2 separate regions of the Ovis aries genome follow, and region 2 is linked to region 1. The links are chromatin contacts, called in public Hi-C maps. All regions are on one chromosome and are shown on one strand. Each heading gives the region's core, a stretch centred on a gene start, on an enhancer-like site or on the middle of the called end of the contact. The rest is flanking DNA. Distances are from core to core; before and after follow the strand shown.

Region 1 (7,057 bases), core at 1,898-4,397:
AATATTTTGCTTTTGTGTAATCAGTGAGAAAATACTATGGGCTTTTAGTAGGCAGCTACGCCTATTTAAGGATTTCCCATTTCCTTTCCCAGAAGATTAAATTGTTCAAGAACAAAGAACGTGTTTCATGCTGTTTCATATCCCATGCTTAGGACTTGTGCTGTGTGTTTAAAAAAGGAAAGTTCTCTCCATAGTATCAGGCTCAGTGATGAGTTTGATTAAGGGAGATTTGGATTGCCCTTGCTATTTCTGTTCACGTTTGTTTCACAGCGGTTGACTATGAAGATAAAGACTGGACGAACATGTTCTAATATTTTTAGCCTACATCATCAGGTTTCTGCTTTGTCGTCACCTAGCTTATAATATTTGCTCTTTCTCTTAGGGAAGCTTCTAAGATAAACCGCGTACTGTGAAAGTCGAAACTTGACGTTTTATCTCCCTGAGAAAGAACAATGACTCCTGACGACCCTTTTTCCTTTAAAAATTTAGGTCATCTACTTGGAACTTGGAATGAATCTTCGATAGAAGCAGTGATATAGGTAGTGATTAGGCTGTTCTAGCCCACAAAGACTGTGTCACAGTCTCAAAATGTCACAGTACCAGCCACAGAACCAGTAATACGTCATGTTGTAAGCATGGCGGCTTCCCTGGCGGATCAGAGGTTAAAGCGTCTGCCTCCAATGCGAGAGGCCTGGGTTTGATCCCTGGGTTGGGAAGATCTCCTGGAGAAGGAAATGGCAGTCCACTCCAGTGTTCTTGTCTGGAGAATCCCATGGATGGAGAAGCCTAGTAGGTTACCGTCCACGGGGTCGCAAAGAGTTGGACGCCACTGAGCGACTTCACCTTCACCATAAGCTAGGGATCAGCCGCTGTACTGAATGTTGTTTTTTTTTTTTTGAGAAATATATCTGAGTCTCACCTCGTGGGAGCTGGCACGTAGCTCTGGAAGCATCGTGGCCAGGGGAGGAGGCAGAACCCCTTCAGAGGTGGCCAAATGGGGAAGGCAGAACCCCTTTGTTGCTGAAGGGAGGCTTCTGAGGCTGAGGCCCCACCCTTCCTGGTTCCCCCTGTGGCCTCTCTCCTGTCTTCTCTCCTTGCTGTTACACTTACTGCTTCAAAACAGGGTTCTCCATCCCATTCCCCAGTGAAGGCTCAGTTTCTGGTCTGGTGCTGAAGAGATTTTGAAGTTTTTTTTCAGTGATTTGTTGTGGATAAGAAGTAAGATGAAAGAATTCCTTCTCACCACCGCCCACAGACACATGTCTAACATTCTCACGGGACGGTGGTAATTCTTTAAACCCACTGCTGGAGAAAGGGGTCTCCATCTGCAGATTCCAAAAGCTCCCACGGCGTTAGTGCCCTGGTTCTCTAAGGTGGGACATGCTGTGAGCTGCCAAGTTGGCCGTGAGGTTGGCTGCCCACCAGCTCGCACTGGGGCTGGAGGAGTGACAGAGGGCTGGGGTGAGCAGCCCGAAGGCTCTGTTTTCGGTTCTTTTCTTTCCTTCTCTCTTGCCCCAGCAGATCTCCCCTTCACAGACGTGAGTGAATCTCTGGGTGGAGATCCCGGGCCCCCCGTGGTGTCTCCGGTCCAAGGAGGAGAGCAAGGCGCCTTCCTCTTTTCTGCACCAGACACACGCGGTTTGCCTGGGTCTCTCGTGTTAATCTTGGGTTCATGGTCTTACCATCTCATGGGGGTGGCTGATGAGAAGCACAGAGTGAGACCACCCTGGAGTGTGGAAGGCACGGTGATTCTTGGGACCAGGTGGGTGTGAGAACCTCTCTCGCCCCCGGTGCTTCCCTCCCCCACCCCCCACTCTCGTGGAATTTCAGAAGTCTCAGCGCACTTGGTAGCATTCTTAGTGGCTGCAGGCTGCAGATGACCTTGTGCCATGGAGGTGGTCAGGGTGTCATCTTCATAGGAGGCCCAGGGTCAAAGATGCGTGAGTTATGCTTTATAAACCAGCTGACCTGGTTATATTTTACTTTTGTGACTATTTCTGTTTTGTGACCCCCAATCTTTAGAATGTTGCAAGATGATGTCAGCTGAGTGGCGGGAATTAAGGAAGGACCTGGCCCTCAACCTCAGGTATCTGGTGGGGACCGCAGGGAGAGAGCTCCCCGAGGGGAAGGCGGGCACTGTACCTGTGCCTGCCTGGGAACATCTGGTTTCAGTTTTAGTAAAGAAAAGGGCAAGTTCCTCTTTAAGTGTTTGGGAAAAGAAAACTCAAGGTTACAGCAAGTCCAAAAGTAAGAGGCAATATTCATGGTTGAAGCAGCTGATGGACTGGCTGAGCCAAACCTAGGTGCCCAGTGAATCTTTAAGAGTTTGATTGAATGTGTACAGAAGGAAAAAATGCATGTTTCAAACATTAGTTAGACTCAAATTAATTTTCTTTAATTTTTCAGAAGATGAAAAGATGCAAACTTACAGCTCATGCAGAATCATTAACATATTACAAATGTACTGGAACTGACCCCTAAGCTGGAAAAGCCTCCCCCAGGCCCCACGCTGGCCCTGCCTTTAGCTGCGGCTCGGTCCACCTGCTCATGCTCAGAATGAAATGCCCAGGAGGACTCTGGATGTTCGGTGCTGTCTGCTCTTCCCTTCCCTGCCTTCCTCCTGAGCCCAGCCCCGCACCCCTCCCAGTCCCCCCCTCCACTGACCCCACTCTTGTCAGCACCCCAAGCAGCCGCCATCGGGCCAGATCCCTGCTCTGTCCTCTGTCCCCCTCCTTCGGTCAGCAGGTGACCCCTCCCTCCTCCTCGGGGGTCCCTCTCCCCTGGGCATCCTGGTGGACGCAGTGCCGCCCTGCCCCCCCCGCTGTGTGGACCCCTCTGCTCTCAGACCGTTGCCGTGCCTCCGTCAGGTCTCCAGCCTGCTGTCTGCCCCGCAGCCAGGCCCTGATTCTGTCAACGCCCCAGCTTGTACCTGCGGCCTGACTTCGCCCTCACAGATTCACTGCCTGGTCTGCATCTCCAGTTAGGAATCCAGGATGTCTGTCAGGCTCCAGTGCCTGAACCTCCTGACCCCTGTTCCTCTCCCGCCTGCTCCCCCAGGCTTCCCATCGCTGTGTGCAGCGTCAACTGTTCATCCAGTTGCGTGAAGCAAAGTCTGGACTTGGGTTCTTCCCCCTGACCCCACGCCCGACCCAGCAGCTCGCCCGTCGGCTCTGCCTCGCTGCGCGGCTCCTGCTCTGTCGCCGGGGAGCCCACCTTCGCTGCGTGTCCTCGCCGTGACCGCAGCTCTCCCGGCTCCCGCGGCAGCCCTGCTCTCGGCAGCCCCCGCCACCCCTGCGCCGCTGCTCCCTGCCGGCCCTCCCTGCCCCAGCCCCACCCAGTCCGTTTTTCTCGCTGCAGCCGTGGATCATTCAGAAGGCACGAACCGGATCTGCCCCCCTCCCCCCCGCCTCCTTAAACCCTCTGCTGACACCCTCTCGCTCGCAGTGAAACCCAGAGCCCCGACCCGTGGCTGCCGGGGTCCTGTCGGTGTCACGGCTCGTCTCCCTCCCCGCGCGCCTCGCCGAGTCCCCTCGGGCCACACCGCGGTTCTCTCTGTCCTTCAGACACATCTGACCTGGGCGCCCTGCCTGACATGCTGTGTCCACAGATCCTACCAGCTCCCTCACCGCTCTGCTTAGCTCTCTGTTCATACGCCTCCCCGCTCCCCTGAGAGGTCTTCCCCGACCACTCTGGAAAATAGCACCTTCCCTTCGGACCTAGTGTTTCCCTGACTAGAACACGAGTCCTGAGGGCAGGAAGCTTGGTTGCTTATCCATTCTGTGTTCCCATATGTAATCCAGGCATGTGGGACTTATTCATTGAACCAGTGAATGGACCAGTGGGTGGGTGGGTATGCTGTAGTCTAGCACCCTTTCACCTGGATTTATTTACATCTGGGTTTTTAAAAGTGTAACATGAAGCAGCTGAGGTATTTCTTAAGAGCTTAATTCTACATTTGGTAATGGATTTTTTAAAATCATTTAAAGATCCTTAAACTTTTGAATGACGGTGCCAAGCATAGATGTTCCATAGAGATGGGTTCCTCTTCATTCATGTGCCTTATATGGCACTGTGGCATACTGTTCCAAGGAAAGCTAAAATCTTTCTGTAGCAGCTATTGAAAACTAAAATTGAATTGTAATAGAACTGTGATGTTTCTATTAAAAAATATTTATACTGCTAAAATGTTCAGTACTTGTCATATCATTAACCGTCCAAATAATCATCTCGGAGGTACGATCCTTTTATCATAGCTGAATCAGAAGAGTCTGAGAATCATGAGCGCTGGGATAGTTGAGGGGTCCGAGTATTCACCGTCAGCTCAGATTCTGCCTCTGCTGCGTGGTAACTAGGTGACCACGGGCAAGTTACCTAACCTCCCTGTCTCAGTATCCTCACCTGTTAAAATATCAGTAGTAAAAGTACCAAAACCTACCCGCTTTGTTCCAGGGATTCATTGGTTAACTTTCATCACATATTTTAAACAGAGCCTGACGTGTAAGTGCTGTGTTTAATATTTGCTTTTATAAGTTTTATTATCATCACCATCGGTTCTAGATGTCCACTAGGAGATTACTCTTTGTAATCCACCCGTAAAAAGGTTGATCGGTCAAGATCATAAGTGGTTTAAGCTTCCTCAAGTGAAGTCCATAGCAGTTCCCCTTGGAGTATTTAGCTCGATTAGACTACTTTGTGTGATCCCAAAATACGTATTAAAGCCAAAGGAATACTGGTTTTGTAAATCCTTACATGGCACACCCGTAACAGCTGGTACCACAAATGATGTCACATTTCAGGAAGACCAGCTAATATATTCCATGGACTCAAAGGGACTTCTCAGGATGAAACGTGTTTGACTTCTAGTTCCCAGGCTGGTCTTGATTCGGACTCAGATGAGGGGAAAACTCTAGCCTTGCAAATAGGTCTCTGCCGAACCCATTTTGATAGCACTTAATGTACTGGAGTTACTCGTTACCACATTTAGTAATATTGGTGAAATTTCTTCATTTCTCAAAACAAGTTTTGCTTACACCCTTTCAAAAGAATGTTACTGGTATGTGGGTAGGTTGTCTGGGGCCAGCTTCTTATCTAGAGACCAGATTCAAAAAGTCTGAGTTCATCGAAGTGACGGGCTGCACGCTCTTGCTTTGATTAATAAGCATGTATCGGTCTGGCTAAAGCACAGCGCTCCCCCCAACTAGGAACAATGCCACACACATCATTTCCTGCAGTAATGGAGTTGGAAGGCAATTATCTACTCACAAAACAGGCTGAAACAACAGTTCCTGATATTCTTCTCAAATACTTTAACTTCCCAAGGAATCCGGAAAAAATAATTCCATGAGACGGTGTTGTGAATGAAGGTGTGACAATTCAGTTTCCTTGACGGGAGCCCAGTGACCAGCAGAAATGAGTTCCTACCCACTTGGCGTTACTGAGAGGGGCTCTGGCCCAGTGAGCTGCTTATCTTTGCTCCAGGAACCCTGTACTTGTGTGGGGATGGCCTTGGACTATTTGTTGTCCATTTACGGGAACCATCCCAGAGAGGACCTGCAGTTCCTGGAACTACACTTGTTTAATGACATTGTTTCCCTTTGCTCCTAAAGAGAATTTGAGACAGTTGTTTCAGACTTTCTACATAAGAAATGTATATTCTCTAGAAAGAATCAGTGTAATACAATTTATGGTATTGTGAGAGCTTTCTCAACCCTTTGGTTCCTTTTTCTTGAATAGAGATTGGTGGTGATTATTGTTTGGTTGCTAAGTTGTGTCTGATTCTTTACAACCCCAGGGACTACGGTGTGCCAGGCTCCTCTGTCCTCTGCTATCTCCTGGAGTTGTCTCAAATTGATGTCCATTGAGTCAGGGATGCTATCTAACCCTCTCATCCTCTGCAGCCGCTTTCTCCTTTAATCTTTCCCAGCATCAGAGTCTTTACCAGTGAGTCAGCTCTTCACATCAGATGGCCAAAATACTGGAGCTTCAGCTTCAGCATCAGTCCTTCCAATGAGTAGTCAAGGTTGATTTCCTTTAGGATTGACTTGTTTGATCTCGTTGCAGTCCAAGGGACTCTCAAGAGTCTTCTCCAACACCACAGTTGATTGATAAATACTCATAACAAGAGCTGTTTTCTCTGTGATCCTTAACCATGAGGGCATCGCCGATGTAGCCTAATGATATTCATGGCAAAAGTTAGCAATTGAGATGAATATTCAGACCATGCCTTCTGGAATTCTCATCTGAAAGAAACCTTTGCAACACATTACATCAGGGATACACACACAGGTTTTCTTCTTCATGTCCTGAGACAAAACTGGGCACAGTCATTTGGATGGTGATCCTGGATGATGCCAGTTGAGAGGTATTTGGACACTTCAGGGGGTTAACTGCCTTGAATTGCATCTGAATGTTTGTACTGACACACCTCGTTACTAAATAAAAGGTGTAATATACTGTGTGCAAGTATCCCCAGAGCGGCAGCAGAAGAAGAGAAACTTGAGCCGCTGAGGACTCAGGGAAGTTGTAGAGGCTGTCTTCAGAAGTTTGTCACAGAAAGGTAGGCTATATTCAGTCTGGTTGGTTGGGTTTCCTAAGTATTCTCCCTGCCTGGAATATTAGGGATTTATTGAGTGTCTTTTCAAATTATTGTTGTTGTTCAGTCTCTCGGTCGTGTCCAACTCTTTGCGACCCTGTGGACAGCAGCCCGCCAGGCTCCTCTGATGGGATTTCGTGGCAAAAAGGCTGGAGCAGGCTGCATTTCCTTCTCCAGGGGATCTTGCCGACCCAGGGGTTGAACCCGCACCTCCTGCACTTGCAGGCAGTTTCTTTACCACTAAGCAACCAGGGAAGTCCCCTTTCATTCAGATACATTGAGTCAAAAGTGTTTGACTTTTTTCTCTAACGAAATATGTAACTTTTAAAAACACAGTGTGAAACCAGCATTTAAAATGTTTTTTTTTTTTTTTTCTGACCATATCAGAAATTGGTTGATTCTTTGGAAATAGTGGAAGTAGCTCACCTGAGACTTTCTTCCTTTAAAACATCCTTCCACTTTGCC
Region 2 (7,057 bases), core at 1,842-4,341, 220 kb after region 1:
GAAACATTTCTCCAAGGGAAGAAATTTAGGGGATTAGAGGAGGGGGGTAATGAGGGCGAGGAATTTACTAAGACAGAAGCAGCAGAGATGTTAGAATAAGGAAGAGCGCTGGTGCCTCTCCGGTGCCCCAGCTTGACTGACTGGCTTGAGAATTTCCTTAGAATACTTCTTGGAGGTGGCTCCACCTTGGCTTTGATCCCAATAAATTGTGAAAACTCCTGTCCAATCAGAACCCGTGGCGCTGCAAGGAGCCAGACAGGCAGGCCTGGAGCCTCCAGTCCCTGTGAGATTCTGCGTCAGGAGTTTCCCAGGAGGATGCCTGCACCCCTCGGACGTCTGCGGTCTTGCTCCATACCTTCCGGAACCCCGCCCCTCCGCCCCCGTCCTTTCTTCCCCCAAAGCTCAGCGGAGTTGATTCTCTCCTTGAAAGACTTATAAAGGACTCGCTTAAGGTTTTTGACATGGGGGTTGTCCTTAAAAGACGGACGTCTCCGACGTGGCTTGGAGACGCGGGAGCTGCTCTGGCAATGCCTGCAAACCGACTTCGGGGCCTGGGCAGAGCCTCACGTCTCGCCTCGGAAGGGAAGTCCGCGGAGACCCACCCCACCGTGCGGCTGCGCCCGCTCGGGTCGTGGCTCCTGTGCCCCACTTCTCCCTGCCTAGAGCGCGGCCCCTACATCGCTGCGTCTACGCTGAGTCAGTTTATGAATGAAGAGGAGCGCAGATCGGAGGCACAGATTCTGGGGAAAGTCCTCCTCACGCCGTTCTCATTTACAGATACGAAGACGCGAGGGGGAAAAGCTCTGACTCGGTCCGGGTTTGCCACAGAACATTTGCGGCTGAGCCCGATTTAGCCGCCCTTGAATTTCCATTCTGTTGCCTGGCAACCGGTTCAGACCAGCTCCCGGCCCAACCCCAGCCCCCAACCCACACCCTTTCTCTGCCCGTCCAGCTTGGGCCGAGCTGATCAAGAGTTCAGCCTTTGAGGGCTCGGGCCAAAGACATGTGAGCGAGGGTACTAGGGGAGCGACCCCAAGCCCGCGCGAGCCCAGACTCGCCGGGGCTGGCGAGCCTCCCGCGGTCCTTTCGGGACTTCCTTGTGCATCCCTCCTCCCCCAAATCGGTGGACACTACTTCACCACAATCGTCAACTTTTCTAAAGTTCTCAGCTGCTCCCGGTGGGAGAACAGGCACTCAAGAGAGTTGAGGACGCCGAACCAAACAGGAGGGGCAAAGTGTTGAAGCGCCTTCTCCGTCCCAGCTGGCCCCACTTGGGCCGGACTTTTCTGCCACAGTCGAGTTAACGGGGCCCGAGCCGGGCACCAACTGCGAAAAGCGCAGACTGTGCTCGGGCGGCTCGCGGAGACGCGCCAGCCAGCGCCGCATTCGGGACCCAGCGCCCCAGCCCGCCCCCGCGCCGCGGCGAGCAGCCAGGGGCTGGGAGCGCACGTGCCGCCCCCTCTCCCGCCCCCGGGCCGCGCAGGTGGTGCGAGGGCCGCTGGCCGGTCCGCGCTTCCCCGCCGGGGCCCCCAGCGCCAGGGGCTCCTCCACCCTCTCACTCCCTGCGCCCCGCGCCCAGGAGACTGGAAAGGGAAGAATGTTCTGGTCTTTACGCTACCCAGCCACCCACCCCGCCCGCCCGCCCGCCCCCGATACTTACCCAGGTTCACAAAGCTCATGACCATATCGGCGTCGTTGAGGAAGGCGCTGTCCTGCGCGCTGGTCAGTGGGGACGCGCCCCCGCCAGGCCCGGTGGCCAGGAGGCTCCCGCTGCCGAGGGGGTGCGCGGCGCCCGGCGATGGGGACCGGGGCTGGGACGCGCCGGCCCCTCCGCGCGGCCCGGGCTGCCGCCTCTCCTCGTCCGAAGCCCCGTCCTCCTCGTCGTCGGCGGACAGGGCGTTGTACAGGTCCAGCATGAAGAGGGGCGCAGACTTCAGCCGCCCGGGCGGGGGCTCCCCGCGAGCTGGCTGCTGCTGCGGGAACACCGGGGGCTGCGGGAGGCCGTGCAGGGGCCGCGGCCGGTGCGGGAGCCCCAGCACCGACAGGATCTCTCTCTGCATCTCCCGCTTCTCGTGCGTCTTGAGCCGCCGGTACAGGAAGCCCGAGGAGGATGTCTGCGGCGGGGGTGGCCGCTCCGCGTGGCCCGGGCTCCCGCCGTCCCCCAGCAACGCCCCCCCGGCGGCGGCGGCGGCGGGCAGGGGCGGGGGCCCGCAGAAGCTGCACAACAGCCCCCACCACCAGCACAGCCACTGCGCCGTCCGCCCCAGCATCCCCGCCGGGCCGGGCGGGCCCCGCGGGCCCCGCGAGGCGTGGAGCGGCGGAGCGAGGCCGGAGCGCGGCCGCGGTGGCCCTTGGCGTGAACAGCTCCCCCCGCCACCTCTCGGCGGACTCGCTTCCCCTTCCCGGCCTCAGTCCTTATCTCTCATGGTTCTCTGGGGCGCCCCCAGTTGCCCGAACTGGAAGGGAGGCGGAGGGGGCGCGATCCCCGCCGCAGAACCACTGGAGGGGCAAGGGGAAACCCCGCACCCCCGCGGAGGTCTGCGGAGGCGCAAGGTCCAGGCCAGGTGCGTCCGAGTCCGGGCCGCGCTGCAGAGGGCGTCCTCGCCCCCGGGCGGGTCAGGGGGCAGTTACTCTAGGGTCTGGCTGCGGGCGCACAGCCCTCCCGGGGCGGCTCACCAGCGTCGGGGGATGCCCGGCATCGCCCCCGCGCACGCCTGCGCCTCGCTCGCGCGGCCGCCGTGAAGTGTACCCCCGCCGGAGGGCCCCGGCCGTGGCGAAGAGGCGTCCCAAGGTTCCAACCCTCTCGGCGAGGCTTGAACTTCCTTCTCGCTCACAAACTCCGCGCCCCTCGGTCTCCGGATCGCCCTCGAGATCTCGGCGCGCTGCTCCCCTGCCCGAGCGCAGGCGGTCAGGATCCTGCTCTCCGTTCCGTGCTGGCTCGGCTGCCCCCACCCCGGCCTAACCCCGGTTCGCAGAAGGGACGGGAGGGACGCGGGCCGGGGCGCGGAGCGGAGCGGCGGCGGCAGCGCCGGAGTTCGCAGGCTCCCGCCTCTCGGAGCCGCGCTGCCCGCAGCGGCCAACGTGGGCTTTCTGGTGCGCCTCTCGCCCAGGTACCGCACTCCAGCCCCCGGGACGCCCCGCCCCTCTGGGGACGGACAGGCCGGCCGCCAATGGAGAGGCGCGCCTCGTCGGTATTTAAATGGACCCGCCCCCTTCTTGCACCCTCCCTCTCCCGGGAGGCGGCGCCTCCGCCGAGCGTAGGTTTCAAGTATAGAGAATACTCGCAGGCGTCCCGGGAGCAGCGACTCAGAAAGGCATCCAGATCATCGGTAGGGAGGACGATCTGATCAGAGCCCAATGGAAACCTTGCTCTTTTACGATTCCATAAAAGGCCTAAACTGATGTTTTTAACTAAATAAAAGTAAAGTCAGCTGTTAAGTCAGTGTCACCTGACTCAGTTGAGGAAGAACAGAAAAATGATGATTTTCCCATTCCTTATTTTCTCTAATTGATGAAATGTAGTCATTTAACAGTCACGTGGCTTCTCCAAGACAGCTGCTGGGACCTGGGGCACAGCTGCGGAGAAGCTGCTCCCAAAAGCCACAAGGAGGGTCAAGTATAAGCCAAGCCCTTCCTCCAGAGGGCCTGGGCCGCAGTATTTTGATTTATGTCTTCATTTGGGCTTCGGCTTTGCTTCTTAGGGGCTTCCCTAGTGGCTCGGTGACGAATCTGCCTGCAATGCAGGAGACCCAGGTTGGACCCCTGGGTTGAGAAGATCCCCTGGAGCAGGGAATGGCAACCCACTTCAGTACTTTTGCTTGGAGAATCCCATGAACTGAGGAGCCTAGGGGGCCACAGTCCATGGGACCAAAAGACTAGGAAACAAATTAGCAACAAAGTACTGGCACTCCACTTCTTAAGCTAGCCCCCAGAAGACAGCCAGTGTAATTAGATCCTATAATAGAAAAACGCACCCCCATCGCCATCTTCTTGGAAAGGTTTTAATGCTTCTCCAGTTTGTCTGTTAAGGTTGCATCTTAATGTATTGAAATGCACTCTATTTCACACAAAGCCAGATCAGTAAAACTTGAGGTGAAGTGGTACAGGTAATTTCAGTAACTGCAGGGGCTTGGCATGTTCCCATTATAGACAGGGCCCTGAAACTCTGGTTGCTGGGAACATTAGACAAGATCAAGCACGTAAAAAGCATTATAATTTTATGGCAGGCTCACTTCTCAGCTAAAGACACTGCCCCTCCACCCAAACACCGCCACCACCATCTGCCATCCAGGATGCAAATTCATTTGCTCTTCCCATCCAAAAATGCCAGTTATTGGTGCATCTTAAAAGGAAGTTCTTGTAAAACATTTTGATCTTTTATCTACCTGGTGAAAACAGGTGCCTTAGAAATCAATACTGACCTGGCTGCCTTGGTTCACAGAGTCCAAGGCATTTGGGAGCCAGACCAACCAAATACATAGAGCCTTATAGGATTTATGATCTTATGGAATCATGAGGTTTCTGCTGATTCACGCCTTATAAGCATGTTTACCTTGTTTCAAAGAATCTGTTTTGAATAGGAAAATGTCTTTACCTCCCATCACCCCCACCACTCACTGGATTGCTCTTATCTGTTGACCTGTTTCAGCCCAGACACATTGGTCTTTAGGATAGACTTTGGTTTTACAAATGTCCTATAGCCATTACTCTCGGGCAGGACAACATCAGCCACACTGACGGCCAATCTCTAACCATCTGCAGGGGTTGTTTTCATCTGAAAAGAGGAACACATCAATCCCTTGGTCTGGGATTCCAGGCCCCTTTGAATTCAAGAGCCTCCATCTCCCTCTTTCTTCTGCTGGGACCTGTTAGCAGCGTGAAGTCGTTGCAGCCCCCAAGAGCTCTGATTCAGAAGATGTGAAGTCTCAGCAAGTGCCTGTGGGCTTCCTCCTTTCTCGAACCCAGACACGCCCTCTTAAGACTTCTAGTGAGACACGAGAAGAGTGAAGCAGCTCCAGCCTGTCAGGACAGTGGGGAAAGCCCTGGAAAGCCAAAGAACCCTGAGCATAGGGCACTTCAGGAGGCCTGTGCCCTTCAGCACACAAAGGCAGACCATGACTCGTCCGTTGCACATGCACCTATTACATGAGCCAGAGGAGAACTCAGGCAAGCACACCACCGTCACCTTTTCTCAGACACTTGGTAAGAGGTAGATGGACCTATACGACCTGGGTCTAAAACGGCCCTTAGTGATTTGTAATCAACGTCTGTGCAGCAACCCTGATTCAGCTCTGCCATGGGCTCCACCAAGAAGTACTCTCAGGTCCTGTTGTGAGATGCTAGAAAAAAGGGGGTGCCTCCCAATGACAAACACAAGAGCACACGACTCTCTTAAGAGCCAGAGGGGAAACATGGCGTGAGATATGACAATGTTCATAAAGACGGTGACATTTGACCAAGGACCACAGAAGAGGATGCGCTCTCCTCACATCTCCACCACCCCCTACATGTGCATATGTTTGTCAGAAAACACTCCAACATGGCCTTGGATCTGTTAGGGGAAAGAGGTATAAAGAGACATGATTCTGAAATTTTCATACAGTCAAAATTGGGACCACTGCTTCTTCAAGCCAATCTCAACTCCAGGTGCATAAGGGACTCCAAACCACCACCTCACCCCCTCCCTGCTTCTCTGACCCCTGCCCATCACTCACTCCAACCCTCCTCCAGGAGACCCAAGACTAGGGGCTGGGCAACGTCCAGATGTGATTCAGGAGGGATGGAGGAAGGGCCAGGAACAGGTCTGCCTCTCAGGGTCGGCTGGGCTGTATGATGGAGGGAAATCAGAGGGAGCTTCGCCCCCTGCAGGACACCAGAGTATCACAGCCCCTCTGCTCTGTGGGCCTGGCCTGGCTTCGTCAAGTTCTCTGCAATTCTCCAGAACATCTGGGTGGAAAGACGAGGAATTCGGTCAAGAAGCCGGATGTGGAAGCCAATCCATATCAAACATCTGGCGGCTTGGCTGACATTTCATGCAGATGGCCTTCCGTTTTCTGGAGGAGGTTGCCGGTCCCAGCCCTGCCCACAAAGTAGGGGACTGAGGAACCCCTGCCGAAAAGCAAAGGATTGCCCTGTGCCTTTGGTGACACGGGGGTAGGATGGGAATCCTGTACCCAGGGGTCTGTCAGGGCACAGGGTAGGTCACAGAACAGAGTGTTTGTTAGAGCAGTTACCCATGTTCCTTTCATGTTATGAGGATTTCCAGTTTACATTCATGACTCACGTGACCAGGTAATTTCTATTTTAAAAAGATGCTGCTATTAATTTGGCACATCAAATATTCTATACTCTATGCTTTCCTTTGAATTATATTGTTAGCAATAAACTGCAATTGCAGTCTTTGATTTGTGTACTAAATCATACGTGGGCCCCTCTCAACTGACTTTTGCAAGATGTAAGTAGCTGCTTTTAGAATTAATCTAACATAGAAGCATTGTAAGATATGCTGCTCTTGTGTTTAAAAGCCTGAGGTCTGGTGGCCTGGAATCCTTGGGCAGCTCCGCTTAAAATAGTACCTTTTTATCTTCTACATCCCTGTAAGGATTTGAGTATGTATTAACTTGAATTTCTCAATAAAATAATTTGCTCAGACTTTCAAAATGTCAATTTGGAGTTGCGTGAAAAGGAAATATGGTAAGTAAATGTTTGCAGAGTATGAGAAATGAGAATTTGAGAGTTAAATAAACATTGCTTCTGAAAGCTACACCTGTAAGGCAGCCTTCAAAATACAGGTCTCATCCAGAGGTCTGTGGTAACACTTGCATTCACTCACACTTTCCTTTTACTGTCAACTATTCAAAAATGCTGGGCATTCACACTTCAAAATATCAGGCAAGCCATCATATTTTCCTACTCGTGAAGGACATCTGGTGGCAAAGTGAAAAACTAATACATAAATCTGCTTCCAGAAGAATTTTCCACACTGTAACCCAAGCGGCAAACCTGGTACTTGTATGCGTGTGCCTCAGACTTTTCTCACCAGCTCACATCTTTATCA

What was found. A called contact is a pair of places that touch in the nucleus more often than the background predicts.
Region 2: a contact with region 1 is called in a Hi-C map of liver, with 5 times the contacts expected there. The contact joins the promoter of BMP6 here to the enhancer-like site in region 1. A contact is called at or near these places in 10 of 16 Hi-C or Micro-C datasets (hypothalamus, liver, mesenteric adipose tissue and 6 more).

Annotation. Positions count from the first base shown.
Region 1 is chr20:46,621,499-46,628,555 of ARS-UI_Ramb_v3.0, forward strand. No RefSeq gene overlaps it. Among named protein-coding and RNA genes, the nearest start is that of BLOC1S5, 38 kb to the left of the region's middle. Within about 2 kb of position 3,148, at least 5 of the 54 cell types and tissues checked have an H3K27ac peak or open chromatin away from gene starts, as enhancers often do. A contact at or near this core is called in hypothalamus and liver, where this site is marked.
Region 2 is chr20:46,837,049-46,844,105 of ARS-UI_Ramb_v3.0, forward strand. BMP6 (bone morphogenetic protein 6) reads right to left here and starts at 3,092. Exons shown (of 7, transcript XM_027958445.3): 1 at 1,661-3,092. The coding sequence starts at 2,270.